3 separate regions of the Mus musculus genome follow, and regions 2 and 3 are each linked to region 1. The links are chromatin contacts, called in public ChIA-PET and HiChIP or PLAC-seq maps. All regions are on one chromosome and are shown on one strand. The core of a region is the stretch at or near the end of the contact, and the rest is flanking DNA. Distances in the headings are between cores, read along the strand shown.

Region 1 (3,048 bases), core at 339-2,838:
GGGTACTGTCTTAGTTAGGGATTTTACTGCTGTGAACAGACACCATGACCAAGGCAAGTATTATAAGGACAATATTTAATTGGGGCTAGATTACAGGTTCCCAGGTTTAGTCCATTATCATCAAGGTGGAAGCAGGGCAGCATCCAGGCAGCCATGGTGCAGGAGGAGCTGAGAGTTCTACATCTTCATCTGAAGGCTGCTAGCGGTAGACTGACTTCCAGGCAGCTAGGATGAGAGTCTTAAAGCCCACACCCACAGTGACACTCCTACTCCAACAGGGCCACACCTTCTAATAGTGCCCCTCCCTGGGCAGAGCATATACAAACCATCACAGGTACCTAATGTGATGGGCTATGGGGAGGTGCCTGGGAAATGGAACCTAGTTGAAAGAGAATGTGACTTTGGGGGCATATCCTGGGAACTATTTCTTCCTTTCCCAACATGAGGTGGCTATATGCTTATATGCTGTTGTTGTTATGATGGTCAACCAAATGGCCAAACTAAACCTTTCCTCCTTTAAATAGTTTCTCTCCGGTGTTTTGCTACAGTAACAACGCCCCGATGCATGGACACTCGCCTACTTCCTGTACCCATGAGTTGGTTTCTATCTTCAGAGTTCCAGAGGTTACATGCCTTGCAGAGCCATATCCCACTTAGTGGCAAAGCAAGAGGGGCTCCCAGGAAAGTCAGGTGGCATTTACCCACCCTCCCCTCATGAGGGGCAACACCAGGATAGCATCCATTCACCCATAACAGAGGAATCCGACTGAGAGAGGCGTGTCCTCCCATCCATTAAGATATCACGTCAAATTAGGCCTATTTTAGATTTTAGTTTAATTTAACTGATACATAACATAAAGTGATATATAGTTACATATGGATATACTGTGTGAGTTTCCATCAGGACCTCGCTCTTTCCCCCTTCCGGAAGGTGCACAGCACGGGTGCTGTCCGCAGTTGTTTGCTGTGCAAGCATGCAGGGCCTTCCTGTCTTCCTCACTGCTCAACGTTGCACATTTTTCCCTCCCCGCTATTTCAGTTTTTAGGGTTCATAACATGCTTGGGCTTTAAAGATGGCATTTCGATTCTGGACGTGAAGCAAAGGTTAGGTCTCCAAATGTTCTTTGCACCCGGGGTCGGGGAAAGATACCAATAACATCCAGGACCCGCGACAGCAGCTTCCTTTACTGCGCAGGCGCCATTTCAGCGGCGTCACCCCTCTCAGTGTGGGCGAATCCATTCCCAGGAAGAAGGGGCAAGGTGCAGCGAATCCCAAACTCTTCGCGATGGTTAAAGCCATGCTCTGGCCAATCAGAAAGCCCCATTAATTCCCGCCTCCGGCTGCATCCTGGTTGGGCTGCGTCTCCAGAGACGCTAGGCGGTGCCCAGCGGTGATTGACAGCATCTAAAGCCATTGGCCAAGCTGAGAGCAGTTAAAGAGCAGAAACCTCTCCGCTTTGTTCCGCGAAGGGAACCGGTTTTCCCCGCCTCCTTCTTCTATTGGGTGCCTGGGGTCTCCGAGCTTTTGAGAGCAACCAATCAGGAGACAATATGGAGGGAGAAGGCGGGTTGATGATGGTTGCCAGGAGCCTGTTTGGCGCGACTCTTGGGACCAGAGGACTAGTGGTTGTGTCTCAACTCTTCTTTGGGCCGGGTCTAAGGCTGGACTTGGAACGGGTTCTGCTCCGCCCCACCGGAACCTTTGCAGGCTGCCTGGGGCCTGAAGCCCTCCGTCCACCCAACCCTAGCACCCGGGCCATCATCCATCCCTCCATCACGGCCTCAGGCCCTGGTGTCAGCTGTCCCCGAATCCTAACCCCCTTTCAGCGTCCCCCACCCCCACGTCTCCGCTAGTACCTGGTTACTATGGTGAAGCTAGCTGCCAAATGCATCCTGGCAGGTGAGTGCTATATGTGTTTGAACGCGTGGTCCCCAGAGCCCTAGCCGTCCTAACTCGGGCGGTTTTGGTTCACCATCGCGTCCACTCTCTGTCTCCCTTAGGAATGGCTGTAGTGACCAACAGCAGATTCTAGAAGGCGCGCGGGGCGGGGGAATGGGCTCCACAGGACACTCCCCCCACCCCTAGGGCACATTTGTAGATGCAGCTGTGTCCCGGTCTCCCTCCCATATTTTGAGACTACCTTCACCAGATAGACTTAACAAACTTGAGCGAAGTACAAGCATGGACTTGTCAGGGGTCAGCGTTGCTGGTCCCACTCACTCTGATGTCAGGAAGATGGGGTGGCGCATCTGAGAGCATTAACTTAGAGATTCCCCGGAAGTAAGATGTTTATTATTGTTGACTGTCAGGGAAATAGCCTGCACAGTGCCCAGAGTGTGGATGAGTATTATATAGATATATACAGAGTGATCTGGTGGTGCTCACACTCGTGGGCTTGCCTTGAGCCAGTCTGAACATTCGGAAGCCTATATGCTTAGCTTGTAGTCTGGTTGACAGCTGAGCACATGTGTCTACCGAGGCGACACTGCAGCCAGTGTCATGTGGGGGTATTTCATTTAACCCTTTTGCCACAGCGCCCCCAGGTAGCTTCTGTGATGTGACCTGATGTGACCGAAGCCCTGAGTGGTGTTGCCATGGGTGAACCCCCAGTGGAAGTCGTACACCCCATTCCCAGATTCGCCTGACTTCTGCCTGTGGGTCAGGAGTGTTGGCTACTTCTTATTGTGACAACTTACTGGACCGGAAGTTGGGAGTTTATTGTGCTCACGGGTCCAGAGGACTGCCCATCATGGTGAGGAAGGCATGGTGGCAAGACTGGGAGGCAGGCTGGCCACGTTAAGTCAACAGTCAGGAAATGGAGCATGAGCCTTGGCTCTCAGCTCTCTTTCTCCCTTTTATTCAGTCAGGGGCTCCAGCCTGTAGAGTGGTGCCACTCACCTTTGGGGGCGGGCCTTCCCGCCTTAATCTAAACTAGAACACTTCTTACAGGCATGTCCAGAGGCTTGTCTCTTCCGTGATTCTTCTTTGTAATCCAAAGATTAGCAGGGGTGTCTTTTGATCTTTATTCTACCGAGTAAGAAGGGGGG
Region 2 (3,048 bases), core at 169-2,668, 660 kb before region 1:
GCCCCTGGCCTGGATGGAACACATTTCTTTCTTTCTTTCTTTCTTTCTTTCTTTCTTTCTTTCTTTCTTTCTTTCTTTCTTTCTTCCTTCCTTCCTTCCTTCCTTCCTTCCTGGATGCTTCCTGGAAGAGGAAGAGACTTTAGGATACAGTTCCCAGAGGCTGTGCAAACTGGAAGGCTTGAAAGCCAGGCTGAGTACACCATGCATAGGGGTGGCATGTGTGCACATACGTGTGGCATGTGTGTATGAGGCCGTAGCCACGAGGAGGACTGGAACCTCAGAGTTGGGCCTGGCCTAAGGGCCTGGTGACCACAGATGAGTGCCAGCCTATCTGTCCCTGCTACTTCTCAAGCCTGGGTGTGAAGGATTTCTTGAAAGCCACTAGGCCAAGACAGGAGCTAATCCGAAGGGTTTCTTGGCATGAGCTGGAGGCCCACAGAGCACAGCTCAGAGACAGCTGGCCAGCCGGAAACGCCTCTGGAATTCCAGGCTCTGGGAAAAGGGCGAGAGCTCGGGTGACTTTTTCTCCTGAGGATCCTTCTGGGCGGCTCAGCTCTGGCTCCTAACTCCCTGGTCCACAGGGAAATGGAGGTGGGGAAAGACCTCCCCCACCTCATTGCCACTCTTGTCTCCAGGAGAGCAAGACACTGGGCGGTGTGTGGGGGTGGGGAGCACAGGAAGGATGTGGGGCTGGTTCCTTGGCCCCACCCTGAGGAGGACAGATAGATGGATGGACATGGGGACATGGGGGGTGGGGTGCTGAGGCACTTGCAGTTGCAGATGGTGGCGAGGACATCAGAAAGGGTCAGGCCCAGGTGACCCATTGTCCCCTGGGTGATGGGACTGAATTCTTCCAAGCTGGCCAGGCCCAGGATGGAAGGGTGGGGAGGGGTCCACATCCAGGAGACCTTTGTTCTTCACTTGAGGGGGGTGGGTGAGAGGGGAGGGGCTGGGGGGGACAGGAAACACGTTAAGAGTAGAACAAACAATAGCCTATTCTCCATGGTCCAGCCTGGCTGGAGAGATAGGCCCTTGGGCTGTGGGCCAGGCTTGGGCCAGAATCATCACCATCACTGCCCCCCCAGGCCCCCTGACCGCCCCCCTGCCACCCCAGCCTGGCCCCAAGATGAGCAAGTGTGCAGCAGGCTTCTCCTTCCTCACCCTCCCTGTGGGCTGTTGCCCAGGGGACTGACAGGTTCAGGGCCAGAACTCAGCAGCACACCTGGCACAGCCCCCAGTTCAGCCAGTGACACCCCTGTCCTCGTCCCCCACCCCCACCAGGCTTGCTGGCTCCTAGCTTCCTGCTCAGATGGCTAGGCTGGGGATGAGAGGAAGATGGTCAGAGGCCCAGCCGGACCCTGCTGCATGGCGCTGCCTGGCAGGCTGGCTGAATTCTTTCTTTCCCATCCTCACGGCCCATTGTCCAGCGAGGACACAGGGCCAAGGGGATGGGGCCACTTCCTCCGCGGCTTCACATAACTGGGCAGTGTGGACATCGCCCTGGGAAATTGGTCTGTGGCCTCTCACAGCACATGAAAAGCTCCAAGCTCACTGCTGCTCTCTCTAATCCTCAAGTGTCAGAAAGACTCCCACATGTGTTAGCCACATCCTCCTGCAACACTGAGTGTGTCTGACAGTCCCGCTGTCACACATCCTTTGAGTGGCAGGGAGCTCACCGCTTATCTGAGAGGGCAACTCCACCAGGCAAGATGTCTCCCTGCAACAGCAGAATTCAGCCCCACCCCTCTGTCTTCTGCTCATTGTCCCTCCCTCCCACCTCAGCTGCCACACACAGAGAAAGGGCCCTAAAGTTCCCCCTGTCAAGTGTTAGAAGGCCTGGCTCCAGCTAGTCCCAACTGGGATTCTTGGGCAAGCTTCTCACCCTCCCTTGCCTCAGTTTATCTGTCTGTAAAATGGGAAGAGTAATGCATACCATCAAAGTGGCAACCTGAGGAAGCTGTTTTACAAACACAGGCTGGGGGTGTGCATCATAGGAATCACAGCTCCCCCCACCCCCCGCAACCCCTCTCCCTGGCTGGCTTACAGTTCTGTCATGGACTTCATGTCACATCACAACAGACTCATTAAGCACCAGGTCAGGAGAGGGCAAGGGAGCAAAGCCATTGCCTTTGAACTCAGGAATTTACACTCCCATCTGTCAGAGGGGGACGCGCAGCTTCTATTTTATATGTAGAGAACCCTTTGTAAGGTCATAAGGACCTGAGGAGGATGTCTCTCTCACCGGTGAGGAGAACAGCCCAGAAGAGTTGCTGTGACTTGCCTGAGGTCCCACAGCAAGGCTCTGCTGGGAATGGAGTTGGTTATCAGCAGGCCCTGGAGGGGTTAAGCGCTTTGGCTTGAGCCCAGGGCGGGTGGGGGTGGGGGGGGGGGTTGGGGACTCTTAAGGGGAGGGAGGGTGGGAGCAGGCAGTTCTTCCTCCTGGGTCTCTAATGCAGCCCTGGTGGGCAGTGTGAACTGCAGCCACAGCCTTGTGTTGACTCAGCGAGGTCTCCTGCCAAGGCTTGCTGACCAGAGGAGCCCCCGGGGGAGGCTCAGGCCACATTCTTTGCCTGCTGGAGACTAGGGTGGGGGAAGTGGCTGGTACATCCTGGTGGAGCCTGTGTGCTGGAGAGGAGAGGAGATGCTGGGGTGAAGGGTGGGACGAGGCGGGAAATGCTTTTCAGGGAAGCCAAGGCTAGGTACCTGAGGGGCTATCACAGAGTGAGTGGGCTGGCCTGGCCTGGATGGATTAGTCAGGGGCTGGTTGCTCCCAAGACTGAGGCTGAGCTTGGCAATGAAGAGAGTAGATCTGGTTAGGCCACCATCACTGTTTGGCCCCTCCTGCCTCAGTTTCCCCACTTAGCAAATGAGCACGTGGTAATAAGCTCCCTACCTCACTCACTTCAGGGAGGATCAAAGGCATGAACAAGTTGGGTCAGAGTGAGCCCCCTGGGCAGATCATGGGATCACCACACACTGGCCATCTGGCCAGCAAAAGAAGGGACACAGGGGTAGCCCAGAGAGTGTACATGGGTCTGTGTGACACTC
Region 3 (3,048 bases), core at 366-2,865, 540 kb before region 1:
TCTTGGACCAGGGCTGGATTTAGTAGGCCTCTGCCAGCGCCCACCTCAGCACACGCGAGCCACAGGGAGTTTTCTGCAGTCGCGCATTTGATCCGCTAGAGGGCGCAGGGGCAGCCGTCTCTTCAACAGAAGCGAGCTTGGCGGAGGTGGGATCGGGAGATGGTGGGGTGGGGGATGGTAGGGGCGGGGGTGGGGTGTGTGCTACTGGAGCTGGACCCACCTCGGTGCCTAGCCTCGGTTAGGGAACCCTGAGTTCTTATGGTCCCTCTTCGGGGAAGGGGATTAGGTTAGTAGACAGAGGCAGCATAAGGTTTCATTGGGTCTGCAAAGAAGATCTGAAGGATGGGTAGGAAGAAATGCGCCTGCCACTCAAAAAGGTACAGGTCGGGAGGCTTAGAGGTGAGACACCCCACAGTCTCTCTAAATTGTGACATAACAGGTGGCCTGGGTCTCAGCGCTTATCTACCCTTCTGGTCCTATCCTGGGCTACTTTCCTGTCCTCGGATGACAAGAGCGAGGCGATTTTGTACAGCATTTCTTTCTGCTCTAGTGCTACCCAACTCCACGGGTCCCTCTGTACTAAGTACACCAGGATGCTTTCCGCCTCTGTGACTTTGCACATGTCGTTCCCGCAGTCTGGGATACCCTTCTCCACTTCCTTCAGCTGAGCAACTCCTACCCATCAGCTCCCATTCATCTGTCCAGACTCAGCCCAGGCCTGTTAGGAGTTCCAGCAGCCGGGCTGAGTCGCTGTGCACCACCTGAGGACAGGCTCTGGTGAATGCGGCCCGGAAAAGTGATTGCGAAGCACAAAGTCTGGCGGCGGCAGAGCTCAACTGTCTGGGTTGGCGGGTCACAACGGCTGGAGGAGACTCCTGACATCAGCCCAGACTCCCACCAGCTGCTTGTGTGCCCAGCTTCGGGTGCAGAGCCTCAACTACCGCTGCCTTGCAGGGAGACTCCCTTGCAGGTGGTGGTGGTGGTGGTGATGGTGGTGGTGTCTGTGTTTGAAGCGGAGCTTAAGCTGTGGCCAGGAAGGCCTTAGGAAGTTTCTCTTTGTGGCCACAGAGCCCAATATGCTCCCGGGGATGGGGTAAGGCAGCGAGGGGTAGCCAAATGCCTTGGTTTGGAGGCAGGGAGAATTGGGAGACTCCACGGACTCGGACTCGCTGTATAAACTTTGGGCAAGCACTCTGCTCACCCGCCTCAGCTGTCCCGCCTGCAAAATGGGAACGCAGCAGCTCCACCGCAGTGCTCTCCAGTGGTTACACGCGGAACACCGGGTCAGGGCGCAGGCGGAAAGGGGTGCTCGGGCATGGGAAGGGGGGAAGCGGGGTTGGGGATGAGATTGTCCTCGAGCAGGGCGCTGCACCCGGGGCAACTTTGCCTCCAGCTGTTGAATGAGCTGGAGGAGGCGGTGGTGGGGTGAACTGAGACATAGCCCGGAGAGAGGTGGCCGAGGTGGGGCGGGGCCGGGGGGCGCGCTCGGCGGGTGCCCGGGGCTTGGCGGTCCGCGGTGCAGCCACCTCACAGGGCGCTGCAGCTGCAGTAGCGCCAGAGCCCAGCGCGGCCCCCGCCCCGTGGCGTGTGTCTGGGAGCGCGCTTGTGGCCGTGGAAGCAGACGGCGGAGGGGCGGGAGGGTCTGCAGCGGAGAGAGGCCTGTGAAGGGATCTGGCTACAGAGCCGGACGGACCGACAGACGCAGTGATCGCCAGCCCCTGAGGTCCTCCGCCCAGCACCCGGGCCCTCTGCGGGCAGCAGCCCTACGCGGCGGGAGGCGGGGGTGGCAGTGTCTGCGCGCACACGCACGCTCACAGACACACACGCCCGGGCCACGCCACAGACACACGACACGCACAGAGCCACGGCCGGCCGCCGCGCACACTCGCACCCGCGCTCACGCTCGCTCTCCGGCGCAGGCCCCGCAGCAGCCGCTGCCGGGAGGTGGTGGCATCCCGCTCGGATCCCAGTCAGGACTGGAGGTGAGTGGATTCCTCCGGATCCGAGTGCTGCAGGCGGCTGGCGGGGACCCCGGGAATCCAGGCTGAGCTGAGGGCTCCCTGGCCGCCAGCGGGGGTGGGGCTTGGAAAGGGACCTGGGAGGGGAGGATGAGGCAGGGAGAGCCACTCTTCTTGGTTCTTCTTGGTCTGGGGATCCCCCATAAGACCCCCAAGGGACCACCCTGCGCAAGGTGGTGGGGGAGAGGCTGGGCGGAGGCGTGGTGGGAGGGCAGGGAGGACGAGCGTCGAGGTGAACATTTTCGCGGTGGTGATGCAGAAGCTTGAGCAGGGTTTTGCTAGCCAGTACCACGCCGCACCTCTCTGGCCCCCATTTTGGCGAACCAGAGCTCCGGCCCGCTTTTCACTGAGTCGTGGCGGGTCAAGGAATTCATCTCACTGGTAAGGGGGGCTTCACAGGGTGGCTAGATCTCTAGCCCAGGGGGAAGGGACCGGCTTTCGACTTGCCCCCTATCTCTCAGGGGCACTGTGAATGTAGTAGGGGGACCAGAGTTAGGGTATGCTGGGACCCTTGCAAGGACTTGGATTTTTTTCCCCTCGGCAGGGCTGGTGTGGGACAGAAGCACCAGCATAAACGGACAGACTGCAGCTCTGACTGAGCCCCACCATTGCCTAGTGGTGTGTGTGTGTGTGTGTGTGTGTGTGTGTACTGCTACTGGCTAGGAGGGGGTAGAGGGTGGGTGTGTTGGCTGGTGGGGTGGTATATGCATGTGGAAAGGATGTGTATTGACTCAGGATAGACCCCCATTGCCACACAGACACACACACAATCTGTGGCTCAGCAGGGCTTCCTTGGAATATTTGGAGGGGAGAGAGCTTGTATGTGTCTGTGTGTCTGTATGTGCCTGTGTGCGTCTCTCTCTCTCTCTCTCTCTCTCTCTCTCTCTCTCCCTCTCTCTCTCTCTCTCTCTCTCTCTGAATCTGCGTACTTGGGGAGATTGTGTGGAGGAGGATAGAGGCTGCCAGGCCTCGGTGTGTCAGGCATGACCAAGGAGAATGAGCCGGGGACACTGCTCAGAATCTCAGCCAG

What was found. ChIA-PET counts read pairs in DNA pulled down with a chosen protein or histone mark. HiChIP or PLAC-seq counts read pairs in DNA pulled down with a chosen protein or histone mark.
Region 2: a contact with region 1 is called in an RNA polymerase II ChIA-PET map of memory CD8 T cells, with 12 read pairs. The contact joins the enhancer-like site here to the promoter of Ift27 in region 1. A contact is called at or near these places in 2 of 484 Hi-C or Micro-C datasets (both in cortical neurons), 2 of 115 datasets of contacts at active chromatin or transcription factors (memory CD8 T cells and pancreatic cancer cells) and 1 of 9 other capture datasets (liver).
Region 3: an H3K4me3 HiChIP or PLAC-seq map of stem cell-derived neural progenitor cells shows a contact between it and region 1, with 16 read pairs. The contact joins the promoter of Elfn2 here to the promoter of Ift27 in region 1. A contact is called at or near these places in 7 of 39 promoter capture datasets (the 3T3-L1 cell line, 3T3-L1-derived adipocytes, embryonic stem cells and 3 more), 4 of 115 datasets of contacts at active chromatin or transcription factors (embryonic stem cells, forebrain, pancreatic cancer cells and 1 more) and 1 of 9 other capture datasets (liver).

The regions. Positions count from the first base shown.
Region 1 is chr15:78,172,621-78,175,668 of GRCm38.p6, reverse strand. Ift27 (intraflagellar transport 27) reads left to right here and starts at 1,588. Exons shown (of 7, transcript NM_025931.3): 1 at 1,588-1,900. The coding sequence starts at 1,867.
Region 2 is chr15:78,833,906-78,836,953 of GRCm38.p6, reverse strand. No RefSeq gene overlaps it. Among named protein-coding and RNA genes, the nearest start is that of Cdc42ep1, 7.2 kb to the left of the region's middle. Within about 2 kb of position 1,418, at least 139 of the 459 cell types and tissues checked have an H3K27ac peak or open chromatin away from gene starts, as enhancers often do. A contact at or near this core is called in memory CD8 T cells and pancreatic cancer cells, where this site is marked.
Region 3 is chr15:78,717,338-78,720,385 of GRCm38.p6, reverse strand. It overlaps Elfn2 (leucine rich repeat and fibronectin type III, extracellular 2), which reads left to right and starts at 1,615. Exons shown (of 2, transcript NM_001358692.1): 1 at 1,615-1,982.